2 separate regions of the Columba livia genome follow, and region 1 is linked to region 2. A link is a contact called in public Hi-C data. All regions are on one chromosome and are shown on one strand. The core of a region is the stretch at or near the end of the contact, and the rest is flanking DNA. Distances in the headings are between cores, read along the strand shown.

Region 1 (6,491 bases), core at 3,631-6,130, 290 kb before region 2:
CAGTATTCTGTTGCTACTCCACACTCTTAATGTGCTTGTTTATCTGCAAGGGATAAGTATAGTTCAGAGAATGGGTCTGCAGTTAATGTGAACTAAACACTACTTTGCCTCAAACAACTGTTCATCCAGCAGAAAAACTGTGAAGCTTTCTGTTTAACTTGAGTTCATACATATGGGCTCTAGAATGTAACCCTCCCGGAATTCCATGCACAATTCAGAAGTGGGAAAGGAATCGGTAAAGGATGTAGACTTAAATACAGAACCTAGTTCTGCAAAACTGCACTTTAGTATTCATCCTTTACTGATGGGACTGAAGATACTTTGGTCTGCTCCTGACTCTGCAGACAATAGTTAGCTGGTAGTGAGCCACAGATTTCCCTGAACTTGTTTCCATCATGTAAGAAGAGTTACATACGCTTGCTCCTGATTGCTATTAAGTTTAACACACATGGCAAAGAGCTAGACCAGGGTACGGTTAGAGTTTCAAGTACATGGGCTGTTTAAGATTTTGTTTTTTTTTCTCATTACATCATGCCTGTAGCTCACTACAGCCAGTCACAATTTTAACTCTCTGCATATTAGCTGTAGCGTAACATCATCTACACTCTTAGCCAAAACAAAAGCAAGACAAGTACAGTGTACTGCTCCAAATCCTTCCATCTGCATTAATTCTGTGTGAATTAAGTTAATAAAGCTTGTCTTGCTCTTCATTTCTGGGTCCTCCAGAGTTGTGACAGAATGTTGTTATCAGTATGTTGCATTTGCTGTAGTTAATTTACAACAAATGCAACCCACGAATAACAACACACTCTCACAATCTGAAAGCATTTGTAATACCCAGAGTCTGACATTGCTGTATCTGTAACACGGTATTACCTCGCTCTGCTTCAGAGACCAGCCATGCCTTGCTCCAGGCTAATGCCATCCTAATCCTTCCAAAAACCAGCAGAGATGCTCTGTGGCTGACGTTTAGGTTTGGGAGCTGGGAGGGGCAAGGACGGACAGGAGGCAATGTCTCCTCATCACTCCGGTGCCAGAATGACAGCAGCGAGCGGCGGGGAGCACCCGGGGTTGCAGAGGGGGCAGGGGCACAGGTGATGGGGGCCGCGGACGGCAGTCGCAGCTCCCCAGCGCGGTCTCCCCGGTGCGGCGGCGCAGGGGCTCTCCCGAGCGCGCTCACGGCTGGCTCCGGGGCTGGTGGCAGCAGCGAGCAGAGCGATTCCCCTGCCCACGAATCTCTGCCCGAGCCCCCGATGCCCAAAGCCCCAGGACAGCACCGGACAGAAAAGGCTCGGGCAGCTCCAGCACCACCGAGGCAGCAACCGGCAGTGGGTCGGCCCGGCCCCTCCGTGCCCAGGCCCGGCTGCGGCCCCGGCTCGTCCGGGACAAATAAGGAAGTTTCCGCGCTCTCCCCGCCCGCCGCCGCCGGTACCTACAGAGGCCGGGCACGTCCAGCATGTTGGAGATGCCGCGGTCACACATGTCCACCTCGGGTTGGTTCTTCTCACGGCTCTCCTCCACGATCTTCTTCAGCGACTTGGACATGGTCTGGGCGGGGCAGAAACGGGCACCGTGAGGCGGGCAGAGCGGTGCGGGGGAAGGCGGCCGGGGACGGCAGCGGGCACAGCGCGGGGCCGGGTCTCACCCTGACGGGACCGAGGACAGCGAGCCCGCCCACTGCGCCCCGCGCCGCCGGGAGGTCCCGTCCCGTCCCCCCACGCCCGCCCCAGCCCAGCGGAGCCCTGACCGGGATGCCGGGCGCCCTCTTGCCACGGTGAGTAGAGAGGGGCCCCCGGGGCGACTCACCGCGCGGCGCTGTGACGAGACGGGACGGGACGGGACGGGACGGGACGGGACCGGCGGTCCGGAGGGCGGCTGAGGGCGGCTCCCCGCGGCTGCACGCGCCCGGCCCGCCCCGCCCAGGCACGCCCCATCCCCCCGCCTCCCCGCCCTCGCGCGCAGGCGCGCTGCGGCCCTTCCCCGGGAAGCAGAGGCACCGCCCGCGCCGTTCCACCCACGGCTGGGAAGATGTCGGACCAATCAGCACGCCTCTTCCGCTCTGAGCCGCCGCTAACCATTGGCTGGAGGCGCCGGAGGAAGGTTCACTGGCCAATAAGCGCGCCCCGTAGGTGATAACGGGTTTTAGGCCTCAAGCCGCTCCGGATCCGCTTGCGCGAGTGCGGCTTTGGCGCATGCTTGGCGGCAGCGGGGCGGCCCCCGCGGGTGCTCGGGCCGGTGTGCCGGGAGCGCCCTGCGGCTGCTGGCGAGTGCCGGTCTGGGCAGCACATGCCAGCGCCAGGCTGGGAGCAGCAGCCGCAGCCCCGAGAGAGGGGCCGCTGAGCGGGCTCCGCCGCGCTGCCGGGTTCGGGCGGGGTGCCGTCTCGAAGGACCCGCCGCCAGTGGGTCAGCCAGCCCTGCTCCCAGCCGGCACCTTGGGAGCGGAGGCTCGGCTTCCTCAGTGCCGCTGCGGGGCCGTTTGGCAGCGGGGTCACCCGGGGCCCAGTACGCCGGGGCGAGTGCGAGCTGAGCCCGCTGCCAGCGCTGTCTGCGGAGCACCGCCCGACACCGCCCAGCCGTGCCGTGCTCGGGGCGCGCAAACCCGGGAGAGCGGGTGGTGGAGGCCGCGGCACCGCTCTGCAGAGGAGCGGTGCGCTCGGGTGCGCTGTCCCGCGGAGCGCTCTGCGCAGCGGGGGCTCCCGGTGAGCTGGAGCTCGGCACACAGAGGTGCAGCTCACAGCCGCCCGGGGGTACAGGCCCCCAGGTGACCCGGCTGCCAAACCACTCGCAGCAGCGCTGAGGCGTTCCTCGTGAAGCGCCCAGTCGCAGTTGGGTGAGAAGGGGTGGGAAAGTAAGTAGCCACGGCACTGTCCAAGGGCCAGCTCATTCCTTTTCCTTGAAAACTTAATGTTCAGGTTGTTCCACCAGCAGTCATACTCAGAAGTTTCAGCAGATGGCCTAGATCACTGGAGTAGCCCCTCTCCCCTCTCTTATCCCCTAGCACCTCTTCCCAGTACATGCAGTTCTTCCATAACCCCTTTGTCTACAAGCATCCCCAGCGAGGGGCAGGTCAGGCTGTGTCTGGGGACTGGCCAGCGCAGCCCTCCCCATGGCTGTGGTGGAGCACACACCACAGGCTTTTCCAATTGCAGCCTCACTCCACTATTCAGCTACTGATTTCTTGCTTATGAAACAACTATAAAACATCTTTGATATCCACCAGGTTCTGAATTTGTCACTTGGCTTAAATGTTTATAGAGCAAATGCCTGAATTCTTTGGTGAGGCTGGCATGTGCCTTCTGTCCTTAGGAGAGCAGGCTAAAGGAGGTGGCAGATGCATGGCCAGGACCGTATGGCAGAGCTGCAGCTGCCGTGTGCTGGCGAGAAGAGGGAGAAGTCGCTCCATCGCCAAGGTTCCCCCGGCCGGGCAGCGGGCGCTGGATGTGCCTCCTGTGCTGGGGAGCAGCGAGGCGACGCGTGGCTCTGGCATTGCCCTTGCTCTGCTATGCTAGGGAGTTCTAACCAAGGAAATGAGGTTTTACATTATTATTCTATTTTTATCCTTTTTCTTTCCCTCCAAGAAAAGCTATCATAAGGGTCAACATTAACGCAGGGTTAGCGTGTCATCAAAACAATAAAACAGCAACATGCACCTGCAAAAACAGTTGTATATTGCTGGGCACTGCTACTAAAAATTTATCCAACAGTGATTATGTGTGGTAACTTGAACACAATATTTGTTTTGCTGATCTTTGCCTTATAAAAGCAAGCTTCTAGAATTTTGCCTTTATTTTTATTATCAGCTAGCAAACATTTTAAACATTTATTTGTTAGTAATCCTGTATTATTGCTGCTGTTGTTATTATGAACAGTAGTTGATGCTAGGAATTTTTTGTTACATTTCATTTTAAACAGGACTGCAGAATAATTCTGTGGTTTTAGTTTGGCAGCTGACAAAAAATAATCGCCCAAAATATGTTAATTCTGGTGCCTAGGACACTCCTCTGCACTTACTGAGGGAAACTGAAACACCTCCCCGTTTGTTTACAAGCCGAGTGAAAACTGCTCTTCTGCCAAAATTGCTTTGTAAATTTAACTAAAATTAGCTAATGTTTTAAATCGCCTGCACCACAATTTCTAGCATTTTAGCTGTATATCTTCTCTCTCCTTTACTTCAAGTAACTATAGCCCCAACAATCTCATTCTGTTATTACTTCTCATGTATTGTTTATAAAGAACAGCCCTGCCACATGGGAAGGGCAATTAAAAAATACTGTTGCAGACCTTCTAGTGCTCATTCTTCAAATTCTAGTCTTCAAGTGCTTACCATTCATATACAACTGTCTTATAAAATATACCTTTATATAAGAATAAATATGTGTAGTAACTTGTAGAAGATTTACACATAAGTTAAAAACATGCAGGCTTTGGGAAGTGAAAACGCACGTTCATTGTGGGTGCTTTGTCACTGGTGGGGGAGGTTGTTTGTAGTCATGCAGGTGTTGTAACACGGACATGCAGCATTCACAACTACATTATCTATAAAATAGACAGCAAGGTGCACAGACATGAAATCAAAGATATTTCTGGCAGTATTTTGAGGCAAAGCCATAAATCTTACTAAACACAGATTTTGTCTTTTGAATTGTACACTGCAAAAAACACATAGAAGTTTCATGGAATACTTAATATTAAAACATCAGTTAAGTAGTCCCTGTTTGCTTTTGCTGTGCGTTCATTTTAAAGCAAATGTTTTAAATTAATTCTTACCTTGCAAGACAGAAACATGGCTTAGCACCAGCTCTCTCCTCTAAGGATCTCCACTTTAATTCTTCTGCAGTGTTATTTCTGTTGTGGTTCCACATATAAAATGTTAGAGGACAGCAGTAGGTTACTTTGTTCCTGTTTTTTTAAAGAATGGGTTTGATAATTTACTCTAATTTTAGACTTTGACTATTTTTGGTGATAGTCAGTGGGGCTAGATCAATTGAACCTTGTACCAGCAGCTTCATTCAACAGCCTTCATGAACACAAATTCTCTGCAGGACTTTCATGTTTTTCTAAAGAACCTCATAGGTTTTACTCATTTTTAAGTAAAATCATGCACAGATATGGAGTATTTGTAACTTTCAAAGATGCACCAAGCATTAGTTATTGTTAAATTTTAAAAAAAATGAAACACTTGCAAATTTCTCTTCATAGTATTCGCAGTGTTCTTTACTCTTCTTTTTGCTGCAGAAGTTCAGTGATTCCATAAAATTTGACATTGTGACAGAAAGTCATACCAGGAGCAAGTATTTATCATATCAAAAATATCCAAAACCTTTTAATCTGTTTTCAAGTGAAATATGCTTTTCTCTTAGTGAAATGCATATTTCTGAAGTACAGATTTCAGCAAATTCATCAGTTTAACTGCAGTTCCCCTCTCGAGCTTGAGGCCAAAGGTTGTATTACCAGGATGGTTTCATGCTCACCCCAGGTCACCAGATGGCATCTATATGCTATTGCCTGCATCAACAGTGGGCCATCCCCAGCAAAGGGCCAGGGGTGTCTTTCGGGAGCTCAACTTTTGTCCATTAACTGTATGATGTGTGGCTGATACAGGTCTCAAACAGTAATTAAATTTATTCATTAAAACCCTGTACAGGTTTCTATTGTTTGTCAATTTATCTGTTGTTATACTCCTGACACGGCCAAGGTTTGACCTGAGACCTCAAGACCTCTTTGTCCATCAGGGCACTTCTGACGAAAGAGATGGATGTCCTGCAGAGCACTGCCTGTGGCGGCAGGGACCTGTTTGGTGGGAGACGTGCCCTTCCCTTTCACCTGTGGCTTCCAGTGGAGCCAAAATGCAGAAAATGACAGTGTTCTCGCCAAGCTGATTTTCACCTGTAGTCTGACGCTTCCATGACCAGCCACCTAGCAGCAAGAGACAGCAGCCAGATCCCCGAGGGGCTTCTCTGCCCTGCACCAACTGCACCAAATCCACGGTGATTCGCAGGAAGGTCAAAGCCAGAACAGACATTCACAAAGGCTGGAGATGCAGCTGTCCAAGGAAGAAACCAAGTCCTGATCTCCGCAGGCAAATGGCCAAGGCACACGTCATTTTATTCACGGTGTCTTACACACTGCTCTCTTCAGAACTTGTTTTGTGGCTTTATCTCCAGACAGCTCAGATGTTTGTTTTCTTTACTGCTTGCTATCCCCTTTATGGAGTTTTTAATAAACTTTATGGACAAAAATAGTATCGGCCCTTGATTGCAAATATGAAATCAGTTTGGTGTGGAATCTCAGCAAGAGCTTTCTGGGCCAGTGATCTGAAAATGTTTAATTTGATGATATGGTCTTTTATGTCTTCCCTTATTACAGGATCTTTCTGTTCTGCTAGCAGCTCAGTAGGACATAGTTGTCTCCTAGTTTGATCCAAATACAGATATTTCTTGTTTTTCCATGTTATACTTTAGCGTGTTAGCAGGAATATCACCTGTACATAG
Region 2 (7,025 bases), core at 3,687-6,186:
AAAAGTACACTAGCAATAATTAACTTGAAGCTTATTATGACTTCCTCTTTGCATGAAGATGTTTTTCCACTAGTGAAACGAAGAAATAAACTTAACAGCAAAGTCAATTATACTGTTAATCAGGCACTCTTTAATAACAGCGCTGGGGAATGAGCACTGAGGAACACTGAGGATCATCCTCTATAAGTGCTTCCACAACTGGACACTCTTGTGTTGCTTTGATTCACACAATTATTGCATATTCATTACAATATTTGGAATTTTTTAAGATACAATACATCTATACAAAGAAATAATTGCATAATTATAAAGTTAGTATGAAGTTAGATATAATAGTTTAGTTTCTTACTTACAATGCATCTATTAATTACTGGTCAAATATAAGCTAAGCACTCTGCTTCTAGACAATGTATTACTTAATCTTCTGTCTCCCTCTTGTCTTGCAGCAGGATCTGAAACTTGAAAAATATCAGCTCATTTTGTAGGTGGTTAGAAAGCATTTATCATGTCGATTGGTTAATGCTGGGTATGTCTTTTGGAACTTAATCACAGAATACATTAATTTAGCAGCCTCTTTTCACTAGTTTGTACTAGCAGTGTTAGCCAGACACCCGTGGTACCAAAGACTGATGTCCCAGGTATCTGTGGCACAGCAGCGCTGGCCACTGCAGAGCTGCTTTGGCGGAGGGTGGTGGGGGAGGTGCTGGAGGTGGCACCCTGGCCACCCTGGCCACTCGCCCACCTGTGAAGTCTGTCCACCTGCTGCTGGGGTGGCCTGGGAGTGCCATGGAGGGTTTGCTGGTGGGAGCAGCGACACAGCATTGCCCTGGGGAGTGCACAAACCACAGGGGCACTGACAAGGTTTCAAAAATTAAGTGTGTGCACTCCAAAATCATCAAGCACATGATGTTTTCTATATGGTCCACGTAGCCCGGACATGTAAGTTAAGAGCTGAGGCTCAGAAGAGCTGCTACCTGTGCAAGTGCTGCTGCCACAGTGGCTCTGCCAGCTCGCACAGGGACTTTGCTGCGGTATCCGCTATCTGGTGTGGTCTTAACAGCATCCTGGATTTACGAGTTCAACAAATTCACACTGCCAGATCACATCTTGGGCCAGTAAACGGCTTGCATTTAGGCCAGATGTAAGGATGTATGTAAAGTAATCTCACCATCCCTTTTACTTCTTTCTCCTAGCACTAGTCTGCAGTCAGGCTGGAGACGTGTAAAATCGAGGGCCTCATCATTTTTCAGAACAGCAATAGAAAGTGATCAGCAGCTGCCACTTCAATAATATGCCTTGAAACATCACCATCACATTAATCTCCTTTGAGCTGGCAGCTGATATCAAGACTACAAAGTCAAAATGAATCCTTCTGGACACATGGTTAAGTCAACATAATTTCTTGTCTTATCACCCCATTCCTCAAGGGCAGAGGCCCAGAGTGTTCTGATCTCCTGCATCCAGTTATTTCCATAACTTCCACAGATAGAAATAATCTTAAACTTCATAAGTCATCGTTAGGTGCCCAACCAGTGCCACCTGCAGTTGGATAGGAGGAGAGACAGCAAAAGAGCCCCAGCTCCTGTGACAAAACATCTTCGTATGCACAGATGCTGCTCCCCAGCTTTGTCCCATGCATTCAGGTTTGTAATTAACTCTGCCAGATTCGTGCTGTGACCATCTCTCTCTCTTACACTAATATCAGAGGAAAGATGGATTTTCTGTTTCATTACATTTAGGAGAGTTTCTACCCATCAATCTCCATCACATGCCTTGGAAGCTGGCTCTTAATGCCTAATAAAACATTTCCATGTCTAGGTATGATTGCAGCTTTTGTGTTATATGTAATGACTTTTTCCTCATTAAGACTTTAATTTAACTCACATTAGAGATTTGTTTTATCTACTTAATAATAGAATACTATCTAAAGAATATCTTAGTATAATTTGAAATTAATATAAAAAGGCTGCAGACTTTAATCCTGGCTCAGACACCATTTTCAATAAGTATTTTTGAACCGGAGATCACAAGTTTTAGTACATCCCTCCCCAACAGAACAACTTCTTAAGGTTTAAAAGGTTACCCAAACTTGGGTTACTTGCTGAAAAGTAATCCAGATTTTAAAAGAGACACTTTCTTCCTGCAATAAGGCCTGTCCTTAACTTTTATTCTAACCTCGTTCAGGATGAGGGATGGTGCTATTTAAACGAGGTTAATCCTGCTAGGATAATGAATTAATTGATATTCTTCTGTGTAACTATCTTTACCACACTTTGACACTGAGCGACTCTGAATTTTCAGTTGATGCAACCAGATAGAACTGAATTGGAAAAAGCTGACATTTCCCGATTTGTCCAAGTAGGAAATGATTCAGTGGTTCCAAAGAGCAGAGCCAACTGTGAAAGACCAGTTGCAACACGATATATCTGGAACTCTAATCCACCCTTTTGTTTTATGAGCTTCTAATCTTTCTATTGTAATGTGTGGTGCTTTCCTTTTCCATAGGAAGATTTTGATCACATGTTGGTTTCTTTTGCATCTGCTGGGAGGAATTTGCATTGTAACTTCCAAGGGAACCCATCACAAGGGCAGCCAGTGGTCCCTGTGCCCTGCAAAGCCACCAGATCCCCGTCAGCCCAGGACAAGCAGGCAATGTACACTGTGCCACATGTCTAACGCAGCTCATCACAGACTAAGCCATTGTCATTTCCATGATTAGACTTTGACCTTGGATTCAAAATATTAATTTGCATTTGTCACAGAAGTGGTCATTGAGGTATGCAAGTCGTGCAGGCTCATTTTATAACAGCCTATTTTGCAGCATATTGAGGTATTGTATGTCCTGGGAGAACAATCAAAAGCTTGTTTTACCTAATAAGGAAACTGCTGAGGCACATGAATAACCGTGCTGTTTTCCAGTACATTTCACACCGATTATTTTTTCAGTTTTTTGAAACAAGCTGCGGTTATCTTTGAGTCAGGTTCAGTGAACAAGTGCCTGACTTTAAATAGAAAACTACTGATGTCGCTGGGCAGATGTGCACAGGCACTCAAAAGACCAGGGGTCCCACCAACGCTGTCCTCTTCAGTCTCCCTCTTGTTCCCCTTGCTTGCTACTGGCTACAGAAATACTGACTTCCTTTGTAACTAAATGATATTTTCATTTGATAATTACATTTTCATTTGATACTTATGACATTTTTATTTAAGAACTTATGTATCTGCCCTGCAGAAGCTCAAGTTTCATAAAAGAAAAAGTGAAGTCCAATGTCACTTTTCTAATACCCTTTCTACACAGTTTTCAGGTTTCTCTGAATCAGGTAGTTTGTGGTACAGAAGCTGAAGCTGTGTTTGGCATGCTGGCTGGAGGAACAACTGAGCTGTTTGCTTCTCAGGTGTTTTTGTGTAGGGACTCTGTCCATGAATTGTTCCATAAACTACTGATATTAGTATTACATACTTAGCCTTCTCCCTGACTTCTGCAGATCACTCTTGGCTTCCCTATTGTCACTAAATAATCGCAATCGTCAGTCTGTTGTCTAAAAATTGCTGGTGGCTTTTTCTTCTTCAAATTGCTGCTGAACTGCCAAAAAGAATATATTGTTCTCCTTTTGTAGCATGACAGTCTGAGATATTAATTAATGCACTGAGATATTAATTAATGGCCCGTGACTGAAGTATTGAGCTCAGACCTTCTATTTCAATCACATGCTAGCAGCCATGGCATCATTCCCTCTGTTTGCACAAAGAGGTAGCAAGAGTGACATTTACGCTTACTAAGAACCATGTTTCTTTCTGACATAATGAAGCAACCTGTAGGCTCTTGCAGAGCCTGTTCTTTTGCCCCCTGAACTCCCTTTCCATAATTATAGCATTAGGGACACTCAATCTGTACATGATCAGACTGACAAATTCAAGAAGGACATTCACACTCACATTCTACCCTATTTCTGATTTGATCTAAAAATCCATTTTTCAGGAACTTTGCAGTGCTACAATAGCAATTTCTATAACATCATTGTATCACATCTTAGTGTTCTGGGACTAGTTAGTAGCTGGGTGACAAAAATCACAAATAAATTCAGCAATGGCTACAGAAGGTGATTCTAAATATTGACCTGGGAATATTTTTTCACCCAGTGAAAACTGACCTGGGAATATTTTTTCACCCAGCTCCTGAGTACGATTAGGATATACATTGGTGAGGAATTTAAATGAGAAATAAAGCAAAGGTCGTCTTGGACAACACAGACAGATAAGTATCCCAAAGGTGTTACTAGAAAATAATCACAGAATCATAAAATCATAGAATTGTTTAGGTTAGAAAAGACCTTTATGATCATCAAGTCCAACCTTTAACCTTACACTGCCAGCTCCACTAAACCATGTCCCTAAGTGCCACATCTACACATCTTTTAAATACCTCCAGGGATGGTGACTCAACCACTTACAGTACATAATACAAATAATAGACTCAATGTCATCATTGAATCCATTCAAGCAATATCTCTTCCCTTTGTCTGATTATTTCTAGTGTCGCTATGGTTGGTTAGATGCACATTAGTGCTAGGCACCACATCCCTGAGAAAGTAACCCATTCTTCTAAGACATGTAGTCAAGTCTTGCTTGTGTTAAGCCAGTAGGACCAAAATAAGCATAAAGCCCATGTCACTTACCTCTTCATACTGAACTGTCTGGATCTCTGTAGCACCTGGGACAGCATGGGTGCGCTGGAGGATGGAGCTGTTGGCTCTTGCTGTCAGGAGGCTGAGAAGTGCCTGTGACATTGCTGCAGGACCCTCACCCAAGGCTTGCATGGTCCCTCCCATTGCTGTTCCTCGTGGCATGGCATATGAACACTGTAACTCTGTACCTAACATTTATGTACACCAGCCAGGTCAGACAGCCACAGCTCCTTCCCAAAGCAGCAGTGAAGGGCGTTGAGCCCTCACACTGAGACCCCTCGTCTGCGTGGGCAAAAAGGCTCCAGCATCACATTGACAGCACAGCCAGAAGCCAGGGCAGGATTCCAGGCATAGCTTTAAACATTCTTAGCATGAAAGGTGCTGTATAAGTGTCAGTCATCGTGTTCCCTGTTGGCACTGGGTTAGGTGACTCATTTTATCACCGAGGCTATTCCTAGAAAAAGAAAATGTAAGTGCCTTAGAAAGGGAGAAGGGCTTCAACTACAAGAAACCTTATAGTCTTTATAAGGGTGCCTTAGGTATCTCAATTACTGATGAAATCCTGAGTGATTAATGATCAAAGGAAATAGCAATAGGTTTATGTTACTGGTTGTGCAGTATCACCCCGCGACCCGCAGGAGGATCTGCAGTGCCAGAGACCAGAGATGCAGGTGATCAAAGAAAGTTTTCCAGACACAGTTGGGGGTCTGTGGTATTTTACAAATTGTTAAAAGCTGCACAAAAAGCTCTTCAACATCCTAAATAGAGAATTCTGGAACAAATACTGCTGTGTTTCCCATGTGTACTAACTCACCTGTTACCAAATCTTTTCCTACCCATAGGAATGATTTACACTCAGCTGTATTGTTATATGTCGTTAGAGAAGTTGAGAGAGAGTGCACTGTTACCAAATCTTTTCCTACCCATAGGAATGATTTACACTCAGCTGTATTGTTATATGTCGTTAGAGAAGTTGAGAGAGAGTGCACCTACACCAGCATTTTACACTCTCAGAATGTTTTTAAAGTCAGTCACCCTATCAACCCTATTTTTGTTTGCTTTGTGGAATGGTCTCAGGGTGCACAAGCTGCATTGCTTTCAGATGAAATCAAACTAGAAGACATGTTTCTGGACTGTACCTAACATGCTCCAACTACTCATGGCATCAGTAACCTCCCCCGTCCCCCTCCGCCCCCCCGCCATGAATAGTGTGGACATTGGATCCTCAGTGCCAACTGTTTCACTCCACAGACCGACTCCTGTTGCAGGGCACTACTTGCCAGTGTGGGTGTCCATTCAGACACTCTGGCCAGACGCATACTGATTTATGTCTCTGCTGATCTGCTCAGCAATATGGGGTCTCTGCTGCTTCCGACTGTGTTGCAGCACATCAGCTGACAAATCTTCAGCCCTGCAGGCTGTAAACTTAAAAATATGTGGACTAAATTCACAGATTGTCTGTCGGAGTGCCCATGCATTCCTCTTCATATATCCCCACACAACCTCCAGCTCCCTCTGTCATGATTCCCCAGAACTTTTCCTTATCACTTCTTTGCACTGGTGGATGTACTCAGCCCTTTTCCTTCCCAAGATATAATTTGAAATCATGCGATGCAGCAAAGCACAGAGAAGTTAAAATGCATTGAGTTAGCAGGTTTGCAAGAGGGCATTATTATGGTAGAAGGCATTCTGGATATTGCTCAACATTTATTTCACCTATTTCAGTTACTCCAAATACTGCAGATGTGTTTCTATCTTCTCCTATGCTTTTTCATTTTCCCCAGAATGAACAGATTTAGGAGTAGATGGCTTCCTGAAATCTGCGGATTGACAAAAAGCCCATATTCAAAAATTGCTCTATTTCAGGCAGAAAAAAAAGAAGCTATCAAGGTAATATATGGACTTGAAAACTCAGCTATAAGCACCTGTTTGTCTCTTCATAGATGAAGTTCAGTTGAGTGCATCTTGCTTCTAAAATTGTCCTGACGCTACTGGGAATGTTGGCTCAGACTAAAGGAAATGAGCAAACCCAGCGGCTCTGCCAAACTCTGTGCTACAGACACTGAGAGCACGGGAAGCATGGGGAAGGCTCATTATTCACCTCACGGTCACTGGCAGATTTCATTGTTGTATTTTATTTTCCATTATGCTTTATTCAAATGGAGGAGGGATGTATCAGAAAGAGTATTCATGCCTTGACCTAGGTCTGTGCAGAGAGGAGGTATCAGTGATAAGAAGTCTTAATTAGAGGGTTTATATTTTTCATGAATGAGAACAAGGTTTTCAAATGTGAGCAAGTTGTGGTCATTACAATGAGAAGGTAGTTTTGCTGTCAGGTCA

The links. Hi-C and Micro-C count contacts between places; a contact is called where the count stands out from the background.
Region 1: a contact with region 2 is called in a Hi-C map of liver, with 3 times the contacts expected there. The contact joins the promoter of RSU1 here to the promoter of ST8SIA6 in region 2. A contact is called at or near these places in 2 of 2 Hi-C or Micro-C datasets (crop and liver).

Annotation. Positions count from the first base shown.
Region 1 is chr2:22,608,810-22,615,300 of bColLiv1.pat.W.v2, reverse strand. RSU1 (Ras suppressor protein 1) reads right to left here and starts at 4,880. Exons shown (of 9, transcript XM_065050911.1): 1 at 4,768-4,880; 2 at 1,437-1,548. The coding sequence starts at 4,785. LOC135578428 (a long non-coding RNA gene) reads left to right here and starts at 1,543. Exons shown (of 2, transcript XR_010469995.1): 1 at 1,543-1,774; 2 at 3,307-6,491.
Region 2 is chr2:22,318,611-22,325,635 of bColLiv1.pat.W.v2, reverse strand. ST8SIA6 (ST8 alpha-N-acetyl-neuraminide alpha-2,8-sialyltransferase 6) reads right to left here and starts at 4,936. Exons shown (of 8, transcript XM_065050899.1): 1 at 4,677-4,936. The coding sequence starts at 4,723.